Regions from separate parts of the Mus musculus genome. Here regions 2 and 3 are each linked to region 1. The links are chromatin contacts, called in public Hi-C and promoter capture Hi-C maps. All regions are on one chromosome and are shown on one strand. Each heading gives the region's core, a stretch centred on a gene start, on an enhancer-like site or on the middle of the called end of the contact. The rest is flanking DNA. Distances are from core to core; before and after follow the strand shown. Region 1 holds the start of Tes (testis derived transcript). Region 2 holds the start of D830026I12Rik (RIKEN cDNA D830026I12 gene). Region 3 holds the start of Tfec (transcription factor EC).

Evidence for each region. Promoter capture Hi-C pulls out the DNA fragments that hold promoters and counts their contacts. Hi-C and Micro-C count contacts between places; a contact is called where the count stands out from the background.
Region 2: a contact with region 1 is called in a promoter capture Hi-C map of liver, with 1.9 times the contacts expected there. The contact joins the promoter of D830026I12Rik here to the promoter of Tes in region 1. A contact is called at or near these places in 1 of 39 promoter capture datasets (liver) and 1 of 484 Hi-C or Micro-C datasets (nephron progenitors).
Region 3: a Hi-C map of granulocyte-monocyte progenitors shows a contact between it and region 1, with 2.8 times the contacts expected there. The contact joins the promoter of Tfec here to the promoter of Tes in region 1. A contact is called at or near these places in 2 of 39 promoter capture datasets (hippocampal neurons and pre-B cells), 3 of 484 Hi-C or Micro-C datasets (granulocyte-monocyte progenitors, hematopoietic stem and progenitor cells and macrophages), 1 of 115 datasets of contacts at active chromatin or transcription factors (pancreatic cancer cells) and 1 of 9 other capture datasets (pancreatic islet).

Annotation. Positions count from the first base shown.
Region 1 is chr6:17,063,777-17,066,476 of GRCm38.p6, forward strand. Tes (testis derived transcript) reads left to right here and starts at 1,373. Exons shown (of 7, transcript NM_207176.3): 1 at 1,373-1,537. The coding sequence starts at 1,511. Gm15473 (predicted gene 15473) reads right to left here and starts at 1,811. Exons shown (of 2, transcript NR_167659.1): 1 at 816-1,811.
Region 2 is chr6:17,196,485-17,199,184 of GRCm38.p6, forward strand. It overlaps D830026I12Rik (RIKEN cDNA D830026I12 gene), which reads left to right and starts at 1,267. Exons shown (of 3, transcript NR_102305.1): 1 at 1,267-1,306. Gm52892 (a long non-coding RNA gene) reads right to left here. Exons shown (of 2, transcript XR_003956407.1): 2 at 2,432-2,700.
Region 3 is chr6:16,897,034-16,899,733 of GRCm38.p6, forward strand. Tfec (transcription factor EC) reads right to left here and starts at 1,408. Exons shown (of 7, transcript NM_031198.3): 1 at 1,228-1,408.

The sequences.
Region 1 (2,700 bases), core at 123-2,622:
ACACATGTTAAACCAATGCTCTGTTAAGCAGTATTAACAAGTTATCAAGTACAACAGTATATAAAGTGTTGGCTAAAGTGTATTTTGAAGTGCTTTAGTTACCAAATGTCCAGACGTAAAATGAAACATCTCGACCCAAGTATCTGCATTATATGGAGATTTTATTTTTAATATCACGTGCATATAGAGGAAAACATATATACATATGCATATGTAGACGCTGGACTAGGAGATCACCAGATACCTAGCCATCAACAATTTCTATGTAGTAGGAACTGAATAAAATTACTTCGGGCTAGAGAGATGGTTCTGTTGTTAAAAGCTCCTGCTGCTCTTGCAGAGGACTTGATTTCAGTTCCCATCCCCCAAGGCAGGGGCCTCACGGCGGCCTGGAACTCCAACCTCAGAAGATTCTACTTATTCTGGGCTCTAAGTGAACCTGCTCTCAAAAGTAGGCATGCTCACACATAGATGCATAATTAACTCACACCCCCTGTCCCCCCAATTTACTGGGACTCAAGCTCTGTTCCCAATATGTTGTATCTGAGAGGTGCCTGTACTTCGGGGCCTACAGATCCTTGCAAGATGTATGAAGTAAATTAATCCCTAGGGTCCTCCACGCCCCAACAATCCAAGATGAGGTTCTTTCCGCAATAGCTATTGAAAGAAAAGATAGAATGGGTTCTTGGTGGCCCAGGCTTCTGTGAGACCGCAGTTTGAAACTAGACTTCACGAGAAGCAAGAGCAGCTCGCCTTTTTCCCACTTAGTAGGTCCAAAAAGGGAACCCTGTTTCCCAAACAAGGACACCACTTACTTCTGCAGTAGTTGCTGTGAGCCTCCCGTTGCTTTTTAGTGTTGAGTGCTCACAAAACAATATAGTGGTAGTCTTGATGGGCATCAACGATGTGAGAGAAGCTTCCTTGGAAGTGCACAGGACTCTAGAGAAAGCATTGGAGAAATGGACATCTCCACCATTCAATAGTGAAACCAGGGCCCGTGCTCATCTCTGGGATGCCCAAGGAGCTCCATGACTTCTTTTTGTCTCTGAAATCAGCCAAGAAGTTGGTACTGGGAGGGTCACTCACTCCTCTTGGCCTGCTTGAAAAGTCCTCGGACACACAAGTACAACTACCGAAATGTAAAGGTATGGGTCTGCTCTTCAGCTGGAGGAAAGGATGGCCCCACAGAAGTCCAGTGGGTGCAAGGCTTTGAAGAAACTAAGTCGGTGCGCCCAGGGAACTCCGCAGGGCCCCGCCCCTCGCGGCCCCGCCCCTCACCTTGCTAGCGGCACGCTCTGGCTGCGAAGGTGCGTGCGGCGCGCGCTGATTGGCCGCTACCCGGCACTGCCCCGCTGCCATTGGCTGCCAGGGCCTCTTTGTTCCAGGTCCCAGCCGCTGCCGAACCGGGCTGCGGAAGTTCGAGTGCCCATGCTGAGTAGCAGCGGCAGCGGCGCCGGAGTTCCCGCAGCGGAGATCGCGGACGCGGGACTGAGCCCCTCCGACGCCCAGTATGGACCTGGAAACCAAAATGAAGAAGGTGAGTGGGGCGGGCGACGGGCGTGGTCGCCTCACCTGAGCGCGGGAGCTGGTCCGGGTTCCGGGACCAGACCCGGTGGGTGCGGCTGGAGGATGACTCCCCGGACCCCGATCCCTTGGGTGACTGTCGCTGCGGAGCGGGACCCTGCAACTCGCTGTCTCTGCGCCTGAAACTTTTCGGAAAACCTTTCGGCCACGCCTTCCCCCAAGCCCTGGGCGAAGTCTTAGGCGAGGTGGTGGCTGACACCGCTTCCTGCCTGGGGAAGCAGCGCTCTGGGGAGCCTGTGTGATTCAGTGATGTGGCTTTGACATCCTCCTCCCCTGCAGTCTGGCTGCCCCAGGCGCTCTAAAGTGGCTGCTGACTGGTGACACTTCCTTCACACCCGCGCCTGCTGATAACTTCTGAAGTGATGACTTTTGGGGGATGTGTATGTGTTTCACTTATGGCTTGAGTGCCAAAACACTGTCTCCTTCTTGCGGAGTTAATTCTCAAAAGAAAATGCCGTTTGGCAGCCAGGCACAAACAGCGGTCATTGCAGGTGCTCAGCGGCCCCGCCTGCGGAGCACCCTCCTGGCTGCTCCTGGTGTCCAGGCTATAAAGGCCCTACCTGAGGAGCTCCGAGATTAGGTCTCTCAGGTCGCCTGGGAGAAAGAGGTGGGGACCAGACTATGACTCAAAAGAATGCTGACGTCACATTCTATTGTAACTTTCGACCTTAAAGGTCTTGTTCTCGGGAATTGCGCCTGTTTTCTTTCAAGTGAATTTAAGTTAGTTGGTCATTTTTCAAATAAGGAAGGAAGTTGTGCACAGTAAGAAAGCCAAGTTGAGGAAACTTTCTTCTGCGGCTTTGCAGTTGCAGGTTCATCTTCTAAAAGGGAATTTCTATTTTGTGCCAGAATTGAAGGTTTCAAATCGTATGCAAATATATGGTATGAGGTTTAGGAAGCTGTTGATAAATAAAAATTTGAACCTAGGAAACAGTTCCTTGGTCTCTTCTGATTAAAATCAACACTCAGAAGGGAAGGGAAGAACAGGAAATAGAAGATTCTTTCTAGTCTCTTCCTGTTTGATATTTATTCTTTTAACGTGTGTTTTGGTTACCTGTGCTTGCCACTTAGAAAGCAGCGGATGTGCTGTGTAGTCTTCTGTTGATGAACACACAC
Region 2 (2,700 bases), core at 17-2,516, 130 kb after region 1:
GTTTAACCTCCTCAGGTCACATTCATTTGAAAATGACTGCTAATAAGAGGGAAAACTTAGGAAGCATATTTAAGATGTTCTCAAGTGCATCCTGAAAACTCTGCCGAAAATGCTTTTCCTCTTAGCATGTGTATCTTAGTTACTTTCTGTTGCTCTGATAAAACATCATGGCAAGAAACTCCTTGAGGAAGAAACCGTCTATTTTGGCTTATGATTGGAGAGAGAGGGGTCCATACAATGAGTGTAGACACGGCAACTGGCAGCCAAACTGCATCTGAGGGATCACGGTTTCAACTCCAGTTGGCAGAGAAAGCCAACTAGAGCTGGTTCAGGTGAGGTTGTAAACTCTCAGAGCCTACCCTCAGTGACATCTTCTAGCATGGCTCTACTTCATAACGGTTCCATAACCTCCTGAATGGCGCCACCAGCTGGGTACCAAGTGTTTATATGGATGAACCTGTGGGAGATGTTGCTCATTCAAATCACCATGATGTGTAGATAATTTAAGAGATGAGGATGTTAAAGGTATCCACCTTGCTGGCATCTGTGCCAGCTAGTTACACCAGGTTATGTATGTGTGCATGTGAAATTTCCCACCTTTACATACACTTATTTTGGGCAAACACTGCCATTCCCTGTCGCTGAAGAGGATCTATATCTCTTTACTTAGAAAGCATATGTACACACACACACACTCACACACACAGTGGAGGAAATTGATCTATTTAGCTATTATCATTTGAAAAGCAGGAACTTTTTTTATTTAACACGTATACATCTTAAGATAATTGAGAAAGTGCTTCTACCAAGTATATTTTTGGGTGCAGGACGACAGACTAATGATGTGAGTTTCTCTGTAGGCAGCATCTATTTAACAAACCTTCAAAAGAGCACCTTTTATCTAGCAGGCCACTTGAAGGAAACAAGAATGTAAAAGAAAGGGTGGTGAGCACCTAACAGTGAAATAAAAGGAGACAACTACATGGCCCTTGTGGAGATTGCTCAACAATGGGTTTCAATGAAATAAGAGAGGAGAACCACACAGCCCAGAACACATCATCAAGCCCGATAGTCAATTGAAAATTAAGTCTCTCCACTCCTTCTTTTGTTTGTAATTAATGGCTCGATGGCAGGGTGTCATTTTCTACTCCCCTTGCAAACCAAGGAGGTAGAAACCCTGGCAAGATAAATACTCTGACCACTAGGTGTGTTTTCGTTTCTTCTGGTTGCTGGGATATGCGGGGCTGGCAAACGGTGTTCCCAGTCATTTTAGGAACGCCCCTTCTTTCCTCTTCTCCTTAACAAGGTTAGTGAGATTCGTGCGGCTGCATTGGGAAGGGCCTTATCACTGCCGGGTGATCGCTGTTCCAGCCCTGGACAATGAGGGTTCATCCAAAAGCACGGCTTCCTTTCTGCTCTGGACAGGAAGCCCTGCCTGTGTCAGCCGCGAATGCCTCACGCAGTGCCTGGCCAGGCAGCAGCTGGAGAGCTGAGAGGAAAACAATTTCTAGACCTGGTGTTTGTGCAATAAAAGACCGGGTGGTGATGCGATGGGAAAGCTAAAGGGGAAGTTCGGAAATCGTTCACTGTTGTGATAATTTGCCTGGGACGGAGAGAATTGTGAGATTCAGAGGAGAACTCACAAACAAGAGGTTGCCTTCTGTCCAGCCCTAGTATGAGGCTTGCTGTAGGCTGTTATGTAAGGTTGGTTGATTATCACTGGGAAGCCCGCTCTTTTCTGGAAGGAAATGGAGGACTAGTGGATGTGGGGAGACAGGAGGTACTGGGGCGGAGGACTGGGGGAGAGGAGTAGAAAGGGAAACTGAGGTTGGGCTATATTGTAGAGAAGGATGAAGAAGAAAAGCACCTCTCAAGCTAAGAAAACTAAGACGTGGGGAAATGAAGGTACAGTAAATCTCCATCTTAGCCTAGTAAATGCATTTAGAGGGATTTGCGCCTCAGACCAAAGTCCTAGAAGTGGGGTTTGAACTCTTGAATTCTGATGTTCAGTTACAGAAGACTGAATTGCGTCCCACAATCAACAGTGTGTATGGAATGTTGTTAAGACATCACCCGCAGAGACAGTTAAAATGATAAACGGCAGCAATTGCGTTCCCTGTATATTTTATTTCCAACTGCATCACTGGAAAGAGAGGCGTCGATTGTGAGATTTGTTAGGATTCCTTCAGATGCCCCAGAGAAGGGAGTGAACACTGTCTTCAGTGTCCTGGAGCTGAAACAATGAGGAGAGAACACAGGACAGGTTCCTGCCATAGTTAAGGATTTGGACCTAGTGTTCTCTGCAAGCCTGGGGCTGCTAAGGCATGGGGGTGGGGTGGGGGGAATAAAAGGGTCAAAGCAAGGTCACAGAGAAAATATCTATATTTGGATGAAGAAAAGAGAAGAAAAATAATTTCACTAACTCCACATCTAGATAAAAAAAATCAAAGGAATTTAATAAATCTAGAGGCCTAGGGATGAACAGGGACTCGGTTGAGGCAGAAGGGAGGGGCAGAAATATGCATGGGCAATTAAAACTGGAGAGTTGGCAACGCTTTAGTAGTTGAGAGACAATTTTCGCAGACAAATGAAAGCTGAACGCAGACTGGCAGAAGAAGGACTGGCTTGTGGAAGAGCAATCGGTGAGGCAGCCGAGGACACATGCGCAGTTAACCTTTCCAAAAAAACATGGTCGTGGAA
Region 3 (2,700 bases), core at 158-2,657, 170 kb before region 1:
TTGTTTTGCTTTTGAAATCAAGCCCAAGTTTCAGTTCAGTAAAATCTACTCCTCCAGTAGCCTAGTCTACTGCTTCACAGAGAAAGCAAGAAGGAGAAAGTCACAAAATCCACGAAACAAACAAAGTGTAGATATGTAGTCCACTGAGTCCATAGCTTTAAAGGTTTCTTTAAATACTCAAGTGTAAACCTCAAGTTTGACCTATTTAAGGTTGCTTCCACCAAATACGGAAAAGATTTAATTCAACAGCTACTTGAAAGTGTCTAGCCACAATCAGCTCCATGTAAGACCCGAGGGAAGCACCCTTCTCGCAGGATCTTGCTGAACTCTCATTCTGTTTTAGCTTTCTTTGTTGACAAAGCCTTTGAGCAGGGAAAAATTGTCAAGTACACTGAAAACTCTTTATCACTAAATGAGGCTTCTAGCAAATAAATTACCAATGAACAACTCAAGCAAAATTAAATATTACCTCAGGTTCATTATTGTTCTCAAAATGTCTATTCCTAATAATGTGGGATAGTATTGATAATCTAGAATAACCACAGAAACAAATCTATGTGCATATAACACCTCTTTATTTATATTTGTGCACATACAGAGAAATAATCCTGGCCCTAATTTTTAGGGCTTTGTTTCAATTTAAAATTATTACTTTAAAAGTTACTGGTTTAGTATACTTGAAATCTCCTAAGCAAAATAATTAGATCTACATATGTACAAAAGGAATACCATAACCTAACCTTGGGAAAAGAACACATGCTAAAATCCTATCTGGTGTTATTATCTGTGAAGAACAAATATTCTTATATATTCTTAACTTTAAAAAAAAACAATAAAACAGACAATGTTTGAATGTAAATTGAAATTAACATTTACTCATAAAATACCATACGATGCAATAAAATGTTAAATTATATTCCAATTTAGTAAATATCTGAAAATATTAAACTAGAAGAAATTCCCTAGGTTATCATAAACTAAAACAGTGATTTCTACATCTTGATTAAAATAGAAATTGATAGCATTCCCGTTATATCTCATCCACATTATAGCGAATCGTAGCTTGGCTGCTCTAAGGTCCTGATACCTGACTACCATGCAAGATGAAACCATAATTACAAGAGAGCTATGCATATTATCAAGGCAAAACAGGTATTGATTGAACTTGTCATCATATTTGTTTAAAGCACAGAAAATTAACCTTAACCTTCCAGTTTGGTTACCTACCAGCACTGATTGGATTCTAGGTGTGTCATCGCGGCTACAAACAGCTCCAAATTACAGCCCCTCGTCTCATAACCTAAGCACAAAAGTCAAGGGTCTGCTCAAGAAGAATAAATGGTTTGAACAGCTTGGAATCCGCTTAGTTGAGGAAGGAGAAAAGAGAAGTCACCCATTAGGGCATTTCCTGGACTCTGGTTGGAATTTCAGTTAAGGAAGAAGAAATGACACAGCAGTTTTAAGTTAAGGCGACTTCCTTTCTTTATCAGAAATGTGCTACTAATTTGAGAAACAGCATTCCAGAAAAACTACTCCAGTGGTGTGACTACAGTAAAAATCCTCTCATTGATGCCGTTATTGCCCCATAATAAACATTTTTCCCCAGAATTTACAATGGCAGTATGTGGTTATTAGCTCAGTGGACTAAGACCCCACAGTTATTGCAACACATTCTGCCTTACAAGTAAGTTTCTTCAGAACACTGTCCTTGCCCACTTTCAGTTAGGAATTACACTTTGACTTAGAATTGTTATTGTTTGAGTTTTTGTTTTAAGACTATTTCCTGAATTTTATATAATGCGAGTTTTCTTACTTCCCAATTTGTTCTCAAAGACTTCATAACCAAGAATAATTGATCTTCCCAAGAAGATTAGACAGAAACATAAAATTGAACTTTGGATGTATATGTGTGTGTGCTTGTGTGTGTACATATATAATATATATGAGTACATATATATTATATATTTCTATATACTATATATTAATGCTATATTATTGCATGTATAGTATATACTACATATAGTGTATATTCTACTATTTTATATATATATATATATATATATATATACAAATAGCTTTCCTCTTGACCCTCAAACCCTCAAAGCTGCCTTTCAAATATCTCTCTTTCTTTCTTTCTACTCAATCAGACATTATTGATGTCAGGAGCTTTCAGCCAGAATCACAAATGACTCTATTAAGAACCCATTTTAGGAGTAAGTACACTAATCTAATTTTCAAAACAAAACATAAATGTTTTCTATACCAGAATTTGATACACTTTTCCTGTAAGGCATATAATAAGAAGCATTTTGAACTTTTGGGGGTGCAACCCATTCATGGCTTCCCAGTTCTGCTGCAGTAATGGCGTACTTACGAGGTCCACAAATGCATGACCACAGCACCTCGAGCTGTTTGTCTCCATTCAGAGGCTCCAGAGAAGTCTGTGTCCCCTGCCTGTGATTTCACATCTTATGTCCTCTCCTAAATCCATTCTAGTCAAGCTCTTAAAAACTACTGAACAGAACACCTCAACTAGGCTTATCAATATTACTACTGGCAGTAATTTATCAGTCCCAACATATTTTCCATATCAACAGCATGTGCTTAATAAGCCTTTAATATCTTCTTCCATTTGTATCAATGCACACTAATAATCAGTCTCACTGCCTTCATTTTCATGCGTTTTCAGGGTACCACAGT